Regions from separate parts of the Rattus norvegicus genome. Here all the other regions are linked to region 2. Evidence: chromatin contacts called from public Hi-C data. All regions are on one chromosome and are shown on one strand. The core of a region is the stretch at or near the end of the contact, and the rest is flanking DNA. Distances in the headings are between cores, read along the strand shown.

The links. A called contact is a pair of places that touch in the nucleus more often than the background predicts.
Region 1: a Hi-C map of the A7r5 cell line shows a contact between it and region 2, with 6 times the contacts expected there. The contact joins two enhancer-like sites. A contact is called at or near these places in 9 of 12 Hi-C or Micro-C datasets (the A7r5 cell line, the Rat2 cell line, Schwann cells and 6 more) and 1 of 1 datasets of contacts at active chromatin or transcription factors (oligodendrocytes).
Region 3: a Hi-C map of Schwann cells shows a contact between it and region 2, with 10 times the contacts expected there. The contact joins two enhancer-like sites. A contact is called at or near these places in 8 of 12 Hi-C or Micro-C datasets (the A7r5 cell line, the Rat2 cell line, Schwann cells and 5 more) and 1 of 1 datasets of contacts at active chromatin or transcription factors (oligodendrocytes).

What each region holds. Positions count from the first base shown.
Region 1 is chr8:65,505,836-65,509,076 of GRCr8, reverse strand. Peak1 (pseudopodium-enriched atypical kinase 1) reads left to right here. Exons shown (of 7, transcript NM_001108149.1): 7 at 1,533-3,241. The coding sequence ends at 2,696. Among named protein-coding and RNA genes, the nearest start is that of Tspan3, 42 kb to the right of the region's middle. Within about 2 kb of position 1,411, at least 10 of the 93 cell types and tissues checked have an H3K27ac peak or open chromatin away from gene starts, as enhancers often do.
Region 2 is chr8:65,839,266-65,842,794 of GRCr8, reverse strand. No RefSeq gene overlaps it. Among named protein-coding and RNA genes, the nearest start is that of Lingo1, 83 kb to the left of the region's middle. Within about 2 kb of position 1,989, at least 67 of the 93 cell types and tissues checked have an H3K27ac peak or open chromatin away from gene starts, as enhancers often do.
Region 3 is chr8:65,561,629-65,564,765 of GRCr8, reverse strand. The region is part of intron 3 of Peak1 (pseudopodium-enriched atypical kinase 1); the gene reads left to right. Among named protein-coding and RNA genes, the nearest start is that of Tspan3, 97 kb to the right of the region's middle. Within about 2 kb of position 1,660, at least 12 of the 93 cell types and tissues checked have an H3K27ac peak or open chromatin away from gene starts, as enhancers often do.

The DNA of each region.
Region 1 (3,241 bases), core at 162-2,661, 330 kb after region 2:
GGACACTTACTTTTTCTTATTTGGAAAAACATAAACTGGACATGCAGCCTTCTTGGTGCTTAAACATCCAAAATCCTTCTTTTCTGGCTCTTTGAAAATAAGTTGTGTATTATCCATAATCATACTGTATAAAACTTCAGAATTCATGCCTCCAGCTATTGTCTACATCTGCTGCTCAGCCATGCCCGCCTCTTCCCAGCCTTTGATAACCACTAGTCCTCTCCCAGCTTCCATGACCGTTCTTTGGGATCCGCCTCTGACTGAGATCACACCGTTGTTTGTATGAGCCTGGTTTATTTCACTCAGCAAATGATTTCCACTCCCAGCCGTGTCATCACAAAGCACAGACTGTCGTTATTTTTTATGTATGTGTACCATATTATATTTATCCAGTCAACAGCAAATGTGATTTCCATTTCTTGCCTAACAATAGTAAACATTGGGATGCAGATGTTCCTTCCAATACTTCTGTTCCCTGGGACGACGAAGTGAACTTGCCAGATCACACGGTGGCTCCTCCACAAGGACTGTTCCCCTTTCTATTCCCACCAGTGGTGTGCACAAGGTTCTTTTTCCCCACGCTTTCACCAGCACTTTTCTTTCTTTTGGTAATAGCCTTTCTTTTTTTTTTTCTATAATTTATTTTTGCTACTTTTTAATTATGCACACGTGGGGGGTGAGGTGTGTGTGTATGAGTGCAAGCACCGTCAGAGCCCAGAGGCATCCAGTCCTCCTGAAGCTGGAGTTACATGTGGTTGTGATCTTCGTGGCATGGATGCTGGGAACTGAGCTCAGGTCCTCCACAACAGGAGCTAGCCAGTGTTCCTAACTGGTGAGCAGTCTCTCCAGCCCCAGGAATAGCCATTCTAATGGAAGTGAAGTATACAGTTTTGATTTGCCTTTCCCTGTCTTTGTGTGTGTGTGTGTGTGTGTGTGTGTGTGTTTGTGGGGTGTGGTGTGTACATATGAATGTATGTCTGTGAGGTGTGTGTGTTTCATTGTATGCCTTGTGCTAATTACTTTTAATTGAATTATTTGAGTTTTAGTGATTTTTTTGTTATTGTTAGTGTTTTTGGTTGATCGGTAGGTGGGCAGGTTAGCGTTTTTATTTTGAATTTCTTATGTATTCTGAATATTAGCCCCTTATCAGGTATGTAGTTTCAAATGTGTCTCCCATTGTTATGTCTTCAGTCTGTTTTCTTTGTGATAGAGGTAGTGCACATAAGGCACTGAGTGCAGACTAGAGATGGTGCACATAAGGCACTGAGCACAGACTAGAGATGGTGCACATAAGGCACTGAGCACAGACTAGAGATGGTGCACATAAGGCACTGAGCACAACCTTGGATGTGGGGTCCATGAGAACTGGTTGCAACCAGCAGTAGTCACTGAGTATGGGCTGCCTGCCCAGAGCCTTTCTGATGACTTACTGTGTACTATTTGTTCCTAATGAGTCACCTTGCAGTTAATCATCCTCTGCACCCGTACGTCTGCTTATGGGAAGTCTAAGTGTGCCTCCTGCTCTCTTTCAGATCTGCAAGAGCAAAGCGAAGGAGTCGCAGCAGTATTACCATAGCCTGGCTGTCCGGCAGAGTCTGCCTGTACATTTTAACATCCAGCAGGATTGTGGCCATTTCCTTGCTGAAGTCCCTAATCGTCTGCTTCCCTGGGAGGATCCCAATGCTCCTGAAAAGGCAGAGGATGGCAATGAAGACAGTGAGGAAGAGGTGAAGGCAGAAACTTCAGGGGGAAATCCTGAGCCCTGCTCTGAATCAGAGTCATCCCAGAAAGAGAACCAACAAGTCACAAACAGGAAGCAAAGAAGCCATGTCGTGGTCATCACCAGGGAGGTTCCCCATCTCACTGTGGCCGACTTCGTGCGAGACTCTTTGGCACATCATGGGAAAAGCCCCGACTTGTATGAGAGGCAAGTGTGTCTGCTGCTCTTACAGCTGTGCTCTGGTCTTGAGCACCTCAAGCCCTACCACGTCACTCACTGCGATCTTCGCCTGGAGAACTTGCTGCTTGTCCAGCACCAACCTGGGGGAGCCACCCAGTGCCCTTCACCTGCAGACCCCTGCCCCACCTCAGCTTGTCCCACAAGACTCATTGTGAGTAACTTTTCTCAGGCCAAACAGAAGAGCCATCTGATGGACCCTCAGATCCTCCGAGACCAGTCCCGCCTTGCCCCAGAGATCATCACGGCCACCCAGTATAAAAAGTGTGATGAATTCCAGACAGGCATCCTCATCTATGAGATGCTGCACCTGCCCAACCCTTTTGATGAGAACCCAGAGCTGAAGGAGAAGGAGTACACGCGCACAGACCTGCCTCGGATCCCTCTCCGCTCCCCGTACTCTTGGGGCCTGCAGCAACTTGCCAGCTGTCTCCTGAACCCCAACCCTTCTGAGCGCATCCTCATTTCTGACGCCAAAGGCATCCTCCAGTGTCTGCTCTGGGGCCCCCGAGAAGATCTCTTCCAAATCTTCACCACCTCGGCAACCCTAGTACAGAAGAACGCTCTCCTCCAAAACTGGCTGGACATCAAGCGAACACTGCTGATGATCAAGTTTGCCGAGAAGTCCCTGGACAGAGAGGGGGGCATCAGCCTTGAAGATTGGCTTTGTGCTCAGTATCTGGCCTTTGCCACCACAGACTCCCTGAGCTACATTGTAAAAATCCTGCAGTACCGTTAATGTGGCCTGGGCGTTGCTTTTATTGTTAAATATCGCCACCTTTTTCATGTTGTCCTCATTCCCTGTCCTGGTACTCACTCAGAATTCAAGGAAAGAAAAGAAGCCAACTGCCACCCTTGTCCAGGAACATAGGGCTTCTTTCAGCAAGGTCACCAATGGCTTTCCACAGAGTGAGCGGCTGAGTGTCTCTACTGTACAGGAATTCAACTGTGCAAACATGCGTTGCCTTCCCTTGGAACATTTGTCATCCCAATTGGCTCACAAATGTGGGGTAAAAAAATGAAAATGCACGTCCATGAAGGACCAGCTCCTGTGGAATGATCTCAGCAAGCTGCATCCGCCTCTTCCAGAACTCTGAAGCTCACCTGTACTAACTAGCTAGCAGTACACATGTCACCAAGCTCAGCTGTCACCCAGTAATGCTCTTGCAGCAGATTCCTCTTCCTCAGTGACTGCCTCTTTCCTGGGAGGACATGCCATTATCCTTCTCGGCTGAGTTTCAGTCACTGGGGACTAGCGTCTGTTCCGCCATACCATGAAAGGAG
Region 2 (3,529 bases), core at 740-3,239:
AAGGCTCATGCTGGGGGAGGTGAGAGGAAGTGACAGGAAACAGATGGCCAGATTCAGAGGAAGGATGCCAGACTAGCTCAAGGTCACCTGACTAGCTCAAGGTCACCCATATGCCAGCAATTAATCCAGGTTTGGCATGCTGGTCTCCTGCTCTGGTACCCTTTGCTCCAGCAGCAGGCGAGGAGCAGAGACTCCGAGGGAGGCTGAGGTGAGGTTGGACGACAGGGGTCTTGGGCTCGTGAGGAAGAGCTGAGCAGGGACAGAGAATTGTTTATTCAGCGTGGTTGCCATCAAGGTCCAGAGCTGTGAAACCATGACAGCTCCAGGTCCCAGACCTGCTTCCACCTCCCCAAGTGATACTGGGCCCTTCCCTGTCATGTCCAAGCCTGCAGGCCTGCAGGTGTGACAGAGGAGACAAAAATGAGCCATTCCCAAGGGCCTTCCTGCAAAATCTTGCAAGAGATCACAGGCAAGAGTCAGCACAGGCCTCCTTGGACAGAGCTGAGCCGAGAGCCAGGGCAGTGCCAAGCCGGCAAGTCGGCAGGCATCAACTGCCGTGCTGCAGCCCTCCTGTTTGTGTGGAGGACACGGCTATGAAATGTAAGTAAAACCCAAGGCTAATTTCCCCGGTCAGAAGGAGGAGGCGCTGCAGCGTTCTCAAACCCTAATTAAACCCGCTCGGGCGGAGGAACACCAAAATCAGTTCCAAGATCAATATTGCTATTCATTTAGAAGTGTAACAAGGTTAGAGAGGTGAGCAAAGGAAATAATTAACTCATTTGCAGCCTTTTAAAACAGAAACAGTCATTTTAATCTCCAGGGTAATTAGTTAGGCTCTGTCCATCAATCGTGACGGCTGCCATTATTTTAAGTATTTTATTAATTAAGGAGGTGGGGGACTGAGGCACCTTTCTAGCCCCCCAACACTGTTTACTGAAACGGGAGAGCACTTGACAAAGGGTCAGCGAAGTCTGTGCTGAGAATGGTGGCTGCCAGAGAAAGGCTAACATGTGACAAGAGTCGCCGAAGTTGAGGTAAGCTGACAGGTGCAGAGACCCCCATCACACACACCAAGGCTTGACTCTTGCCAAAGAACGATGCTCCATTCAGAGTCTGGACGTGTTGGTGTCTCGGATCCCCAAGTTCTGCTCTAGTAACTGCTCCTAACTTTCTGGATGACAGCAACATGCCCCTGCCTCACCTTCCCGCCCTATGTTACTTCAGATGAATGTGGGATAGCCAGAAACTGAGGACTTGAAGTACCCAGGGGCCTCCAGCCACTGGAGGGCAGCAGAGCCCCAGGGACCCCAGAGCAAGGGCTGGGCGGGCTCAGGCTGTACCAGACCCCATTGTTCCTGCTTGTCACTCACTGCTTAAGGTCCCATTGCTCAGTCCTGTGACTTGGACAGGAAGCTGAGTCAGACGGTCTCTCACCCTGCTAACAGCCTGGTCTTGGCTATTCAATAGGAACCTGCCTTGCCCTGCTTCCCTCACATTCCAGATGGGGAAATAGACCCAGAGAGAGGCAGACTGTTGGTATACTAGTCTCCCCGTTTAGTATTTGTTAATAAACATGGGACACAAAATTCCTGGCCTGAAGACCTTCTGGGTGTAAATGTAACCAAACAGTAACCACTGGGCAGGATGAGAAAGCTGAAAGACAGACAGCTTGGGACAGAAGGTCAGCAGAGGCCATACCCCAAGCAACCTGAACAGTCAAGGAAGGCTTCCTGGAGAAGACAACTCTCAAATGAATCCTGGTGAAAGGCCGAGCAGCCCATTCCCCGGGAGAGGGAGAAGCAGTGCAGGGGCCCAAGCAAGAGCTCGAGGAGGCTGAGAAGGGGGTGCAGGCAGAACTGGACACCACAGGGTAGCTATGAGTGTCTTGAAGAAAAGGAGCCAGGCAGGAAAGTACTTGGTCTGGTGGCCACTGTCTTGCCAAGCCCTGCTGTGTCCCCCTGTACCCAGCCTTGGGCTTACCCTGAAGTCGATGATGTCATTTTCTCCAAGAGCCTCTCCCTAATGCTGTCCTCTCTGAGACTCATCTGGGAGGGGGTAGAGTGGAGAAAGAAGGAACTGTGGAGACAGAAAAACAAAAACAAAACAAAAAACTATGGCTGAGGGGGACAGCCAGGCAGGTGGGGGCTGCCTGTCTTACTGTCTTGGGCCATACCAGCAACGTCATCATTATAAAGCCTCTTCTAGCATACCTCCAGCCCCGGGGAAACTCTATCCCTAGAACTGACTCTCTCTCTCTAGTTGCTGATTCAGTGCCTGAGTGTGCAGAGAGCCCCGCTCGCAAGTCTAGTACACCCCTAATGCCTCCAGCACTGGTGTCCAGCGAGCTCTAAGTCAGCGAGTTCTAAGTCAGCCAGGCAGGTAGAGTTCTGCCCATGTTCATCAGTCACTTAGCAAGCTGGGAAGATCAGAGAGCTTGGCTGGTCACCCAGCTGGCACATGATCTTCTGGGAGAGTTCTGGGTCTGGGCACTGGCTCCAAGGTTGGGGGAGGGGGAAGCAGAAAGCAGAAGTCCAGAGAGAGGGAGGAGGGAAGAGGATCAGGCTGGAACTCTGTTGCTAGGGGCAACAGCATTACATCCTGAGGAGGAACCAGATGCTGAGAAGGGCAGCAGATCCAAGCTCTACAGGCTTGTGGGTGAGAGGGAGAGCACACAGCCAAGAGCCCAGGAAGAGGGTGGGACGTTCATGATGTATGTTTTTGTGTGAGGAGTTGTAAGGGGTTGGTATGTGGTGTGTGTGTGTGTGTGTGTGTGTGTGTGTGTGTGTGTGTGTGTGTGTGTGTGGTGAGGGAGGGGTATGGTATATGGGGTATGCGGGGGGTGGTAGGGAAGGAGTATGATATATGGTATGGGGGGATGGCGTGTGTGTGTGTGTGTGTGTGTGTGTGTATAGTGTGGTGGTGTTGTGATGTGAAGGGTTGTGTGTGGGGTGGTATGGGTGTCTGTGTGTGTAGGTGTATAGTGTAGGAGGTGTTGGGTTGTGAAGGGTTGTGTGTGTGTGTTTGTGTGTGTGTGTGCGTGCGCATGCGAGCTCGCTCTGCAGTGCTGTCCTGACTTAGAGCAAGTATTTCCAGGAAGGAAGAGAACAGAGAGAACCACATCCCCTCCACATCTATAAGCCTGTTCTAGCTTTCAGGACCACAGTATCTGTGGGCCTTTAGAATTCAAGAGGTGTCTGAGGAGCTGGGGCTGGGGAAGCATGCTTGACTGAGCATGGGGCCATACCAGGGACTCCGGCCTGGGCCCAGCATGCCAGCTGTCCTACCTGCTAGGATCCAGGAAAGGACAGAGTTGTGAAGAGAGACTTAGGGGACACAAACAAAAGGCTAGTCCTCCCGACCTTTCCCACTTCAGTCTCCACATCTACAGAATGATGCAAAGAGTCTTGTCCTTTATTACAAAACTTAAGTCATACACAGGAAAGGGTCTCTTGTTAAGAGAATAAAAATCCCCCTGGTATTTGCTGCAAAGCAGGGATGGATAGACATTATCACTTTCCAGGTCTGCAAA
Region 3 (3,137 bases), core at 411-2,910, 280 kb after region 2:
TTGACAAAAGTTCAGAGAATGTTTTAGTACTTTAGTATTAAAACTAGTTGCCATCAAGTTGTATTTAGTAGTGTACTGGCTGGTTTTCTGTGTCAACTTGACACAAGCTGAAGTTACTAGAGAAAGGAGCCTCAGTTGAGGAGATGCCTCCATGACACCCAGCTGTAAGGCATTTTCTCAACTAGTGATCAAGGGGGAGGACCCAGCCCCTTGTGGGTGGTGCCGTCCCTGGGCTGGTGGTCCTGGGTTCTATAAGAGAGCAGGCTGAGCAAGCCGGGGGGGAAGCAAGCCAGTAAGTAGCATCCCTCCATGGCCTCTGCATCAGCTCCTGCTTCCTGCCCTGCTTGAGTTCCAGTCCTGACTTGCTTTGCTGATGAACAGCAATGTGGAAGTGTAAGCTGAAGAAACCCTTTCCTCCCCAGCCTGCTTCCTGGTCACGATGTTTGTGCAGGAAAAGAAACCCTGACAAAGACAAGTAGTATTAATCATATTTGACTGGTGTATCCAAGTTAGACTTTCACGCTGACTGGAAACCGAGCTGCATTGCTGCACTCTTACCTAGGATGGCTACCATAGCCATGCTGTAGAACAGCTAAAGGTGAATGGGCTTCTTCTGTCATGTAATAGAACCTTAAGATATGCAAATTACACATGTTTTACTTCGTCTGTTCTTTAGTTAAGAGAACATCATAATTTAAGAGCTTGCCTATTCTTGTGGTGGCCAGGAAAGTGATACTGTTCTCATTGCCATCATCATCACCTTCATCATCGTCATCATCATTGTCATAATCCTCGTGATCATCATCCTTCAGTGAGGAAGAACCTCCTCACAGAGTTTCTATCTGTGGTCCACAGTGAGTCTGTCTTTTTTCTTTTTTTTTTCTTTTTTTTTCTTTCCGGAGCTGGGGACCGAACCCAGGGCCTTGCGCTTGCTAGGCAAGCGCTCTACCACTGAGCTAAATCCCCAACCCCGTGAGTCTGTCTTTTATCTCCTGCAAACCTCTTCCTGCAGCTTTGCTTTCACTTCCTCTCCACCCCTTTAGTCATGTACTGAAGGTTTGGCATGTCAGGTCAGCATTTCTCACTGTGGAAAAAGGAAAAGTTGGGAACAATGCTGTGGGGTATGTCACATTTTCCTTTGCTCTTTTAAATATAGATAAGTGGATCACATGTTCCATTACGAATCCTAATGAAAACCTTGCTTTATAAATTTTACTTTGGAATCATAGAGACTGGCTACCATGGGATGCCATGTGGCCTACCTCCTCAAAGTGTGTCCTTAAAGCCTGTAGACAGCAGTGAGGATTCTTGGCTCTGCCACTGTGGGAATGAGACAGATTTTATCAAGAGAGCTAATGGCCTTCGGGAGTTGAAGTATTGGGGGAGGACCTCAGCAGTCTCTTCCCATACTCCTTTATGACTTTCGGCTTTCCCTTCGGTTACCTTTAAGGAGTGTGCTGTGTATGGTGTTTAATAGACCCCCTACACAGTCCCTCTTTAAGGACAGGAACTGTGTCCCTCTTGGCGAGCTCAGTTTAATCCGAGATTGAAATCCAGGGTGAATTTTGTTGTTTTGTGTCAAATGTACTTGAAACAGTTGGGCGGGAAGCAAACTAATTATAGCCATTGTAGAGCAACAGAGAGCAAAGGGCAGCAGTAGATTCTCAAAAGCTTTCATGACTCAAGGTGAAATCAGCTACTGTGGAAAGTAGCTTTATCTCCAGCACAGAGGGGTTTCGTTCTGAAATTATGAAATGGAATTTTAATCATGGGGTCCTGGCTAGCTTCTGGGGGCAACTTCAGCCATTACATTTTCCCATCAACCACTTCACCTGGAGGATTTGCTTTAGGGTTATGAGGAATTTTCTTTGGTTTGAACCTGTGCTAGTCTCATGCTGTCAGTCTCTGTGAGTTCAAATGTGTATCAGTCCTGTTACATCTGGACACAGTTTCCTTTGAGTCATCCCAGTGATGACAAGGAGTGGACTCAAGTCCCAGCCCTAACCGAGATGCTTTTGCAGTTGATACTTGCCAGGAAGGGGAAAGTCGGTTTTCTCCAGCAGAGTGTTTTGGGGAATATCAACCACACTTAGTCAGCTTAAAACTGACCCCATGGAACTTGGCGTTTTTAAGGGGGTGCTTTTTGTTTTATTTAAGTTTTGTTTTGTCTTATTGATTTTTTGTGTGTTTTATTTGATTTTCATTTTTGTTTTGTGTTTTGGAAAGTGGGGGCAGGGGAGAGAATATCAGATTGGATAGGTAGGGACTGGGGTGGATTTGGGGAAAAGGAAAACATGATCAAAATTAGGAAAAATTTTAAATAAAAAGATTATAAAGAATATATAAGCAAATGAGCTTTTATTTTTAAGCCAAACATTGCATTTTGATACTCCTTGTCAGACCCTGTTCTGGCAAATAAGCAGAGCCCATCAGCGCAGACTGCTCTGTCTCCACATGCACACGCTTCAGGAGACAGATTTTCTTTAATGTCTCAAACGTAACTTCAGTGCCTCAAGTTTCCTGCTTGGACAGTGCCGTCATTGAGAGGGAAAGCTACAGGTACCATCAGTTGCCATTAAGGGATTCTGCAAAGGCAGGAAAGCCAGAAGATTGGGTTCCGGATGGACCTGCATTGATATAGCTTCTTTCTCTAGGGCCCGGGGTAAGTTAAAATAGTTTTGACAGCATCTTTAACTGAACATCTTTGTCTCCAAACATAATTAGTGTTTGAAAGAGAAGGCCTCAAAGTCCAGGCTCTGTGGCTTAGACAGCAGCTCCATCTGGTGCTTACTGGAGGTGTGTGCTCCTTTCGTCTCTGGGTTTTATGGCAGCATAGACACAGATGTGCACAGGCCTTCCACGGGAGCAGCAACTTTAAGATCAGCTTCTAGTGCTGACGTGAGTTAGCTGTGTTCTTGATGAATCTCGTTTGACAGTTGTGTTGATGTGATAGCTGCTGATCAACTCAACAGCCATCATTTGGCTTAACTAACACACTCACAATGGGAAATAACTCTTCATATTTAGTAATCTGGGGGAAAATAACACATACTGTACTACTCACAAAGGAAGACTATAGTGCCTTAAAGGAATGGGTCAGCTTGGTTAACAAGTTACTAGGCAGGATGTCTTACTCA